Linked DNA regions of Gossypium hirsutum: region 2 is linked to region 1. Evidence: chromatin contacts called from public Hi-C data. All regions are on one chromosome and are shown on one strand. The core of a region is the stretch at or near the end of the contact, and the rest is flanking DNA. Distances in the headings are between cores, read along the strand shown.

Region 1 (5,775 bases), core at 1,781-4,280:
ATACTATTAATAAATCCTCTGATTGAGTTGGTTTCACGGGTTACCTGGATGCTAACTCAGTTAAGACAATATACAAGTATTCTTCCATAATTAAAATAAGTCATATTATTTTAGGATATTTTAGTCTTTCCATTTTAATAAAAAAAATGCACATGTTAGGATTCAAGCACGTGCCAATTGAATTGGTAAAATCTTAAATTTACTACTCAATCAAAACTTTATTTTAATGTTTTTCTAATGTTGTTCACTAAGCAAGACAATTACTCACAATTGATGACAAAACTATAACAAATAAATATATTTCATTTAGTATTATTTATCTGATGTATTTATGTGTTTAAATGTCGTTATACTCATAATTTAATCTAATTTTTTATTTTAATATTGTACAAATTTCATGTATTATTTATACTATCATTTAAGCCCTTGGCAGAATTGGTGCCACAATTCAGCCAGGCACCAACTCGGTTAGAAAAATTACGATAATGACATTCCGTAGTTAAACTAAGATATATTATTTAAGGGTACTTTAGTCTTTTTATTTGAACAAAAAGCAATCAAAATAAAAAATATGCATATGGTGAGATTTAAACCCACACCAGATGGATTGATAAAATATTAAATTATCCTAAATTTACCAAAGCTTCATTTTTATATATTTTATATGCACAAATTATTATCTTCATCAGTTATATATTCATATCTATACTATTAATAAAAACATTGACTAAGTTGGTGCCACAAGTCAACCGAGCACCAACCCAATTAGGAAATATCATTTCGTAATTAAAGTAAGTCATATTATTTGAGGGTATTTTAGTTTTTTCATTTAAAACAAAACAACAAATTTAATTTTTTCATTTAAAAAAAAACAACAAAATTTTGCATAGGAGAATTTGAGCCCGAAACAATTGCATTAGGAAAATTTTAAATTTACCACTTAACCATAACTTCATTTTAATTTATTTTATACACTCTTATTTTAATATGCACATTATATTATCTCCCACCAATTGTATATCTATATATACTTACTATTAAAAAAAATTAACCGAGTTAGTGTCATAAGCCAACCAAACATCAGCTCTATTAGGGAAATTACAAATATATCCTCCTATAATTAAAGTAAGTCATATTATTTGAGGGTATTTTAGTATTTTGATTTTAACAAAAATTAACAAAAATTAATAAAAATTTGCATAAGGCAGGAATTGAACCTGCACTAATTACATTAATAAAAATTTAAATTTATCACTCAACAAAAGTTTTATTTTAATTATACATTTTTATTTTAATATTCACAATTTATTATATCATTCAATTGTATATCTATACTATTACTAAAATCCTTGACTGAGTTGGTGTCACGAGTCAAGTAGACACCAACTCAGTTAAGAAATTACAAAAATATCCTCCGTAATTAAAGTCATATTATTCGAGAGTATTAATCTTTTTATTTTAACAAAAATCAATAAAATATGCATATAGTAAAATTTGAACCCACATCAATTTTATTGATAAAACATTAAATTTACCATTGAATCAAAGTTATTTATTGCATATTATTTTTAGATATATATCTATATTAAAAAATCATAATTCTTACATATATATATATATACGTGTATGATAAAATTTCTACGGGTTGATATCCTAAACAATCTCTCATCTTCTTAGTTATTTCTTAAAATCGGCAAAAATAAAAACTAAAGAAAATAGTTCTAATACCTTTAAAACTGTAAAAGCTTGTCCTCGATAATACAATTGAATTTGAAAATCATTCAAAGCATGCATATGGAAGTCGTAGAAAATTTATTTTGCAATTAATTTTAAAAAAAATTGATGGCCTAAAATAACAAAAAAAAGAGACAACTTTTGAATTTCATCATATTTTTCTTAATTAAAATTTACACTTCATTTCTATTAGATATACCTTATTTTTAAATTTATATTTAAACATATTTTTAACTTTAAATTGTCGTATAAATAATTATTTTACACACAACCTATAATATTTTTTAAAAATATTTCCAAATTTTTATATATTTAACCTTTAAATTATTTTAACTATATTTATGGGGACAAGTTACACCTTATTTATAAAATCTAAACAATCTACCAATTGGTACATTTTTCTTTTAAGCACCAATTGTATGGAATAATTTTCTTTTTATCGTATTTTGTTGGAAAGAAGAATTTACATGAAGATTAAGAGTTAAATATTAAAGTTATACTGAAAATTTTATTTCTTAATGTTTAATTTTTTATTAAAGTGGTTTATTTTAATTAAGTTTAATTCTTAACTTTTTGAAAAGAGTGAAACTTAATTATTAATTTTTTTAAAAAAGTTAAATCATTATCATTTTAATGAAAAATTAATTAAAATGTTAAGTTTTTAAACATAGTAATTTACATGATAATTAATATTATTAACTTTTTTAATTTTAATAAATTATTTGAATAACTTTTTTATTTTAAGAATATAATTTTTAAATTATTTACTAATATGAAATATATAATAAATGATGTCGTGTCAGCATAAAATACGTGTAGATTAACGGATTATCACCCTAATATTATTAATAATTTAATATTTTAATTAACATTTTCGGTTAAAAAATAATTTTGCTTTTTCAAAAAATTTAGAATTAAGTTGAACTAAAAAACGAAGCTAAATTATTAAAAATTGCGATAATATTAAATAAGAAAGGTTTAATTAAAGAAAATAAAATATTTTTGAATAATAAATCATTAGTAAAAAAGACTGAAATGATGATGACATGGCACGGGATTACTGGTCAACTGGTAAGCTTAACCTGACTCTTGCGTCTTACCCACATAAATTTGGGACCCACTCCCCCCCGCCCGGCCTTTGCTTCCACAATTCCAAGAAAAGTTATTTTATATATAATAATTGAATTATTTCATTTATTTAAAATAAAAAACAAAATAGAACAGAACAGCACAGCACAGCACAGCACAGCGAGGGCAAAACGGGGTTTTAATGTTCTCATTGAAAAGGCCAAAGAGGGAAGCAGGAAAACTGTCCAATCAAAATATTAAAAAATAATTGTATACACGTGTTAGCTTGCCATGGTTTGACGCCGCCTAAAAGGGAAACACAGCTGTCGGTTAGCGTGCTCTCGAGTCACGAGACGGGTCAGAAGGACAGCCCTATATCCTGTATTCTTGTCTGTCCTATCAACCGGCTACTACTCACCGGGTAACCGCTTGCTGTCGGTTTACCTTATGAGAAAATTTTGAAAAAATAATTACGGCACACGCCTGAAAACTATAGTTCAAATTGTAAATTAACCCTTAAATTCTAAAAAATCTTAGTTAAATCTTTAAAGTATCAATAGCATAATCATCATGTCCTTCAATCAATCTAACAGCTAACTTAGGCGTTAAATGTTAGTTAACCACACTTAATTGTTTTCAATTAAAACTACCATATACCACAAGTGTGACATGTGATAAAAAATGATAAAAATAAAAAATAAATAAAAGTTATAAAAATTATTAATATTAAGTAAAAAACATAAAAATTATTTTTTATTAAAAATTAGAAAAAATAAATTATAAAAATCGTAAAAAAATTATAAAAAATTTTAAGATTTTATAAAATGAATAGACATATATTTAAAAAATTATAAACTTTTATACAATGGTAAGAAAATTATAAAAAATATAAAATTTGTAAAAAAATTATAAAAATTATCGTACTAAAAGAAGCATTTTATAATTTTCTATAAATTTTATTGATTTTTATTTTTATCTTTTTCACCACATGTCATGCTGTGTTGCAACTGGAAAAAGACTGGGGTCGTTAACTTTAACAGTCAACGATTAAAATTAATGGTTAAAGGGTTTTTTTATACATTTTATATTTTTTTATGATTTTTATAAAATTTTACAATTTTTATAATTTTTCTAATTTTAAAAAAATTTTAATATACTTTATATTTTTTATTTTTTATTTTTTGCCACATGTCACATCGTGGTTCTGACACGGGGTGACTTTAACTGGAAAAAATTAATGGCAGTTAACTTTAACGGTCAACTGTTAAAGTTAACAGTCAAAAGACCTTTTTGATGCATTTTGACAAATCAAATACCTAATTAAGTGCAAAAAAATGAGCTTAATTGCTTTTTTTTGAATTTTAAGGGCTTTTTTTTATACATTTTGAAAGTTTAAGTACCCAATTGAGTGAAAAAAAAGGGGCTTAATTTTTTTTTAATTTGAGAGCATTTTTGATACATTTTGAAAATTCAATTACCCAATTGAGTGCAAAAATAAAAGCAATGGCTTAATTACTTTTTTAGAAAAAAAATTAAGAGCTTCTTACATCCTTAAACCTATTTTATTTTTCCTTCCTTTTTCCTTTGGAGATGCGACTTTTAATAGGTGAACATGACAATCAGCTGACGTGGTTGAGTAAGTAGGCTTCACAATCACTCATCATCATATCATCATCATTATCATTATTATTATTATTATCTCGCAAATAAGTTGAGATTTGGCTCACACAAGTAATTGCAATCGGATTAGATGGGATTGGGCCATTATGGACTCAAATTTTATATTGGATTCAATTTTGAGTTCGGATTTATTTTATAAATGATATATTTATATATCTATATAAAAAATAAATATTTATATTTCAATATAAATTATTAATTTATCATATTTTAAGTATTGTAAATTAATATTTTTAATTATACTTTTTTACTGAAAACTATATTTGTTAGTTATTCACATAAAAATGATATAAAATTAAATTTCTATTCAAAATCATTTGAGTTAAATAATTTTATAATAAATATATGATATTGTAAGTTAATTATATTGATTTTGAAAATAATTGTTTAGGTAACCCTGATTCTCAAATAATATTTTGCAATGTATATTATTATTCACTATCAAATAAGGAACTTTACCAAATGAAATTGGTTTATATGTGTATCTATATAATGGAAAAAGTTTTGTTGGAATATAATAAGAACGAGCACGTGAGTAATGAGCACATTTGATTGAACTGTTGCTCAAATTATTGGTATGTTAAAGTTGATAAGTTGTTATAGGGGTTGATAGTAGTTGCATAATTGCTCATCTATCAATGTATATATTCTAATGTAAATCATGACCTTATTTTATGGGAATTGAGTTTTCTCTCAATATTTTCTCTTCACTCTTATACATCTCTCTGTTATTATTTATCTATTCTAGTTCTTTAGTTTTTTTAGTTTTCTTACATGGTATTAGAGCCACTGATCCATGGTCATTCGTTGAAATTTCTTGTAACAGCCAATTTTGGTGAGTAACCCGAAAGTAGTTTGAGTGGAGAAGTCCTATCCACCCAATTGATGCTTTTGGTGTATAGGTCGGGCACATGGTTGACGTTAGAGTATTATGCAAAGACTGTTCTTTGAATGTGTTGAGTTGTAAAGAAGAAGAGACTGGTTAGAAGGATTTTTGGGTGAATTGGGTTATCGCCAAAGGTATTGTACGCCCAATTTATTAGGTTATCATGTAACATCCCGCCCGACGAAGTTCAAATGTACGAATACTATTTATGAAAGTAAGGCATATAAACGTTTCAGTCCTGGCGGACACAAGACTTGGCGTGCAGTCTTATAGGAGTATAATTGGCAGAGTGGCATTTGCCTAAATACATTTTGGCGCATGGTGTGGGTAAACCCCAAAATGAGTACAAGAGAATAAAAGTTTCCATGTTAGGCTACTAAGGTTAAAGGAATGGGAATTGTGGCTAA
Region 2 (5,425 bases), core at 693-3,192, 34 kb after region 1:
AAGAACATGATTTAAAAAAAAATATTTTTATAATTTCAAAATAAGTTCTCAAAATTTTTAATTTTTATTTTATTTTTATGGGATAAATCTGGAGGTACAAATGTTCTAAACATGTATATTAAAATTTTAAAGTTTTTATTTTCTAATTTCTTTAATAAGTATTTAGAATTTCCTTATAAAATTCGTATATATAATGATAAAGTGAAATTGAATTTGAAGGAAAAGAAAGATGAATAGGTAAAGAAGGTATTAGAGTTGATGAGCAACTCTCCTTAATTAAAACCTATAGTAATTAAGACTTGGGTTGGTTGCTCTTTTACACAAAATCCACATAAAGATTAAAATCCCGTTTTTACCCCCACCTTAACTATAAATCTAGTCATAGGATCCCTTGTGCTTAAGGACATAAACAACATCCTAAATTATATTCCCTTATACTTAAATTTCAACTTTGACCAACACTGTTGATACGATGTTTGCGTATTTTCTAAATTTTTATTTATATTTTAAAAAGCATATTTTCTCACGTAATGCAATACATAGCAACTTTAATTAGGAAACAAAAGGAAAGTCTTCTCAAATGAAGCTTGGACTATAATAAACCAAAAATAAAATCATTTAAAATTTAGCTAAGATGTTGAAATGGGGCAGGTGAGCCATGATGGACGGTAGTTATACCGATAACTATAGGGTTTCACAAATAAATATCAAGGATTTTAGCCAAGACATGAATAAAGATTTTAAGTCTTGATTCGATTTTATATTGTAATTGTTCAGATATATTTTTATAATTACATTTATATTTATAGATTCTAAAATAGGTTAATAAATCAATTATTATCTCAAAACATTAGAAAAATACATCTAGTTACATAAAATTTATTATTTATTATTGTTCTTGTAAGAGATTGGGCATTGTAGGGGTTTACCAAGCATTAACTGTTTTTATATCGAAAATTAAGAAAAATAATATATGGTTTTTGAATTGGGTTGAGAAAGGGATCAAAATCAAAGTTTAAAATAAGTTGCGCTTTGATGAATCTTTCGACGTGTTTTGGAATTTTTTGTCATTGGAGGTCTTAGGTAAAAAAATAAAATATATGAATAAGTTTTTTTAAAAAAGATTAATATTTAACATTTTTTTTAATTTGTAGTTAAAAATTACTATGTGGATAGTTACAAACATTAAATTAAATAAACAACTCATATTATTACACATACGAAATTACAAGATGAAAAATTAAAATTAAAATTCAATGAAGATTATTAATTTAATATTGAGGATTAGAAGTTGTGCACAATGTTGAAGAATAATTATGGCAGGTCATTCAGAAAAGCAACATATTGGACTCAATATTTCCAATTCCATCATCACATTCATAATTTTATATAATGCCTTTTTGGTCCCCTTGAATCCACATTTCAACGTTACCTTGCTTTTATCCTTCTCCCTTTTCTTGATATTTTAGGGTGAGTTTAAATGGGCAGTATCTTTAATCACAATTGGTGTTAAAAAAACAATGAACCAAAGAAATTATAAAATAAAGAATGGAGTAGGATAAAAGGAAATGCAGAGAAATTGGCGGGAAAAAGCTGCAAAATGGGTGGAAGGAGGAGATGAAATCAAAACCTTCTCTTAACCCAAGATTTTTAGTTCCTCTTTTTTAAAGAATAAGTGGCCCTCATTTGAAAACTCCTATGCCACGCAATGGTACCAAAGTTGGTCAAAAGACTCAAAACTCGATAAAACCCTTGGGGTGCCATGGAAAAAAAGAAAGATGGATTACTGACAAAATTAATTAAAAAAGACCAAGGGCTTCTATGTCATTTCATTTATCACATTAAAAGAAAAAAGAAGCGAGTCGGTATGTGGGGGCAAGACAATCGAGAAAAAGGAGGAAAACCCATTTTAGCCATAAAATATTCACTCTATTCCCAAAAAAAAGAAAATTAATAATATCATAATTTTGTTTGGTTGTGTGTAGAAGAGAAGGGCCTCTCTTCTGGTGCCATCCAGTTCTTAGCCCACCAATCTTCTTCTTCCTCCTCCTCCCTTGTTTCCCTTTCCTGCCCATTTCCATCTTCCTTCTTTCCTTCCTCTTTCCTTTGTCTTCTTGCTTTATCTTCCCTTTATCTTCAATCTTTTCTGTTCTGTTTTTTTCTTAGATTCATAGGTAAGTTCGTTTTGGTTGGCTTGATTATTTCCTCACTTCCCTTCTTTTTTGGTTCATCGTGATCTTTTCATCAACCCCTTTTGATTGTTATATAGATTGTTACTATTCTTTTAATCTTTTAAATATTTTTTTTCCATGAGGAGAGGGAGAGGTGCCGCAGCTGCAAACGCCGTAGCTAGGAGACCGGCACTGCAACCCAGCGGATCTATTAAAGAGCCGAGATACAGAGGTGTTAGAAAAAGGCCATGGGGCAGATTCGCGGCCGAGATTCGAGACCCTTGGAAGAAGACCAGGGTCTGGTTAGGGACGTTCGACTCGGCCGAAGAAGCCGCTCGAGCCTACGATACGGCGGCGAGGACGCTCCGTGGACCCAAAGCTAAAACAAATTTCCCCATAAATTCTTCAAATATCCCGGCTTTTCCTTTCGAAACCAATCATCACCACAACGAAGGGTTCATCGACCAACGCCGGTTATATCCGATGGGCGAATTTCATGACCCCGAAGTGAATCCACAGAGACCCACGAGGAGTAGCATGAGTAGCACGGTGGAGTCGTTTAGTGGACCCAGACCGGCCCAACCACCGCAAAAGTCGGCGGACTTCGCGGTGGTTTCGACTAGGAAGTACTATCCGAGGCCGCCGCCAGTAGAGCCAGAGGATTGTCATAGTGACTGTGATTCATCATCGTCGGTGGTTGATGATGGGGATATCGCGTTGTCTTCTTGTCGGAAAACTTTGCCTTTCGATCTCAATTTTCCACCCTTGGATGAAGATGGAAGATCTCCAGTGTACTGCTTTATGTCTTTGATCGCGATGCCGGTGATGAATGATGATGATCGATTATTGGATCTCTTTTTCTTTTTTAAAAAATGTTAGCTTTTTTTAAGCGGAAAAAAAATATGAGACATGGTTAAGATGAAATGGTCTTAATCTCCCTATGCGTATGAAATTGAATCCCTTTGATTTTTATCAAATGATGATATCTTTGTTGCTAGAAATATGATGATGATTTAGGGTTTGTGGTGTTACGGATCTTTCTTTGTATAATATCCCTCACAAATGGATTAAAACCATCCATTTACTGCTTTTTTTTTTTTGCTTTCTTTTGTTTGTTATTTTAGAAAGAAAAAAGTAAAAATATGAAACAAGGATCAAAATGAACAAATGGGTCTTCATTGTATCATTCAATGATAATGATGATGCTATTATCAGATCTAGATTTAGGGTTCTTGACATCTTGCTTTTGTTCTTCAAATTTGTCTCATTTTCTTGGGTTGAATCTTCATTCAAAACATATATGTGCTTTGTTTTTGTTAGCTCTGATTTTGTATTTTGTGTTTTTCTTTTTCAACATTACAATGTATTAATTTTTAATTAAAAGAACTGGGTAGATTTTGGAAGTCTTGCATCTTTGATGTATGGGTAAAATAATAAATGTGGTAGATGCATAGAATTTAAGCAATAAATTCGGTGACAATAGAGGATTTTTCATGCCGTAGCTGTGAATCAATTTAATGTACCAATTTAAAAAACTTTCTTCATATCATTTTTGCTTCCAATAAAAGTAAAAGAAGAAGAATGATGATTGCATTGCATTGTTGATTGTTTTGAATCAACATTGGTTTAAATCGGAAGGCACCTTGAAATTTGATCTAACTTGATGGAAATTTCCAATTGCACTGTTGGTGGTTTGTTTGTTTATGGACTTGTTTTCCTTTATTTTCTTCTGGGTTTTGACTGAAAATGACCTAAAATTCAGGATTGAGATGTTTCAAGGATACTTCAGCTCATATGGCATATGCCTTGCATTTTTTGCTTTTCTAATTTCACCTTTCTTTGGTGCTTCATTCATGCATTCATTCATTTGTCCTTTTCTTTCCTTTTCTGATGTGGTGTTCCTTGTTTATGGTTTTGAGCATAAAATGTTCTGATTAATCTAATAACATTATGTAAAATCATATAAAAAAAATTAAACAAAGAGCTAAAGAGCTGAAAAAGTTGATGTTGGAGATAGGGAACCAATCATATGCATCTTTGCAGCTGTTGCCAATGCCATCCAGTGAGCTGATGAGATGGTTTTCTGCTATATTTATATATATATATTTTTTAATTCACAAACTTATCAGATTTTTGTGATTGAGGTCTAAATGGGGTGTACCAAATTTTGGGTCATAATTATTATGATATGCAAACAAAATGGTTCCAAATTCCAATTGAAGAAAGCCTGGTGAAGTTGGTATATATATTATTTTCCAGTAAGATAAAGAGAGAACAAATTCAGTTAAGAAGATGAGGAGAAATAGGGCACATTAATGGTCCCAAATGATAAAAAAGGAGGAAAGTTCCTTTGTGTAGCATTGGAAACCAGGAAGTATAGAGGTAACTGTTTAAATGGTTCCTTCTCTATTTACTCAACTCAATACTATAATTTCATAGTTTTAGGCCCCATTTTCTTACCCTCACAGGAAAATGGGATGTATCGGAAATTCACAGATATAGCAAGTTTTTAACAGTTCAATCCCAACTTATATTTTTTATTCGTGGTTAGGTTTCTATACTGGGCCACCTAAAACTGTGGCTTGGCTCAAGGGTAATACACTCAGCTTTACCCAAACCAATAACATCTAAAGCCTTTAGTTTCAGTGTCATATTATCTTGGATAATACTCCAATTCAAATGGTGATTTTATTTGTTCAAAGTAACTCGGAGAAGCTGTCATATTTTACCTATCCATGTGTCGAATCCATCTTTTGGGAGTGTTTTTGCTTCATTTGCTTCTGTTACTTTGCACTCTTTATACAGGTCTTTTTTGGAGAGTTGAAACTTGTTGTAGGTGAGGTAATTGGGGTGAATGATTGTAGCAGGTTAAAGATATCCACTAGGATGCAATTGTTTGTTGTGTAAGTGTGAATTGGGTTTTAGTCAATAGATTTTTGGATCAATTGTTGAATAAATTATTCACCAAGCTAAGCTTTATAAAGTGGGATTGTTTTTCAAACTGTGTTAACAAAGCTTGTGTGTCTATTTCTCTCTTTGCCTTATTCCTTTATTACCTACTTTAAACTCTTTCAATATTAGTTGAAAGATTGAATTAGGACGAAATGCAAACTTATTCATTTTAAGAGAAAATGACAATGTCAAAACTTATTTCATTTAAATGTCTAACGAAAACTTTAATTATTGTTCTAAGCAAGTCTTATATAAACATCGTCCCTAAGTCCTTCCAACCACTTTTTATGTATAGGATAAAT

What was found. A called contact is a pair of places that touch in the nucleus more often than the background predicts.
Region 2: a Hi-C map of leaf shows a contact between it and region 1, with 1.5 times the contacts expected there. The contact joins two enhancer-like sites. A contact is called at or near these places in 20 of 34 Hi-C or Micro-C datasets (anther, callus, cotyledon and 6 more).

Annotation. Positions count from the first base shown.
Region 1 is chrD01:10,970,946-10,976,720 of Gossypium_hirsutum_v2.1, forward strand. No RefSeq gene overlaps it. Among protein-coding and RNA genes, the nearest start is that of LOC107921869, 8.4 kb to the left of the region's middle. Within about 2 kb of position 3,031, at least 3 of the 9 cell types and tissues checked have an H3K27ac peak or open chromatin away from gene starts, as enhancers often do. A contact at or near this core is called in hypocotyl and leaf, where this site is marked.
Region 2 is chrD01:11,006,184-11,011,608 of Gossypium_hirsutum_v2.1, forward strand. It overlaps the pseudogene LOC107922514. Among protein-coding and RNA genes, the nearest start is that of LOC107921139, 6.6 kb to the right of the region's middle. Within about 2 kb of position 1,943, at least 9 of the 9 cell types and tissues checked have an H3K27ac peak or open chromatin away from gene starts, as enhancers often do. A contact at or near this core is called in hypocotyl and leaf, where this site is marked.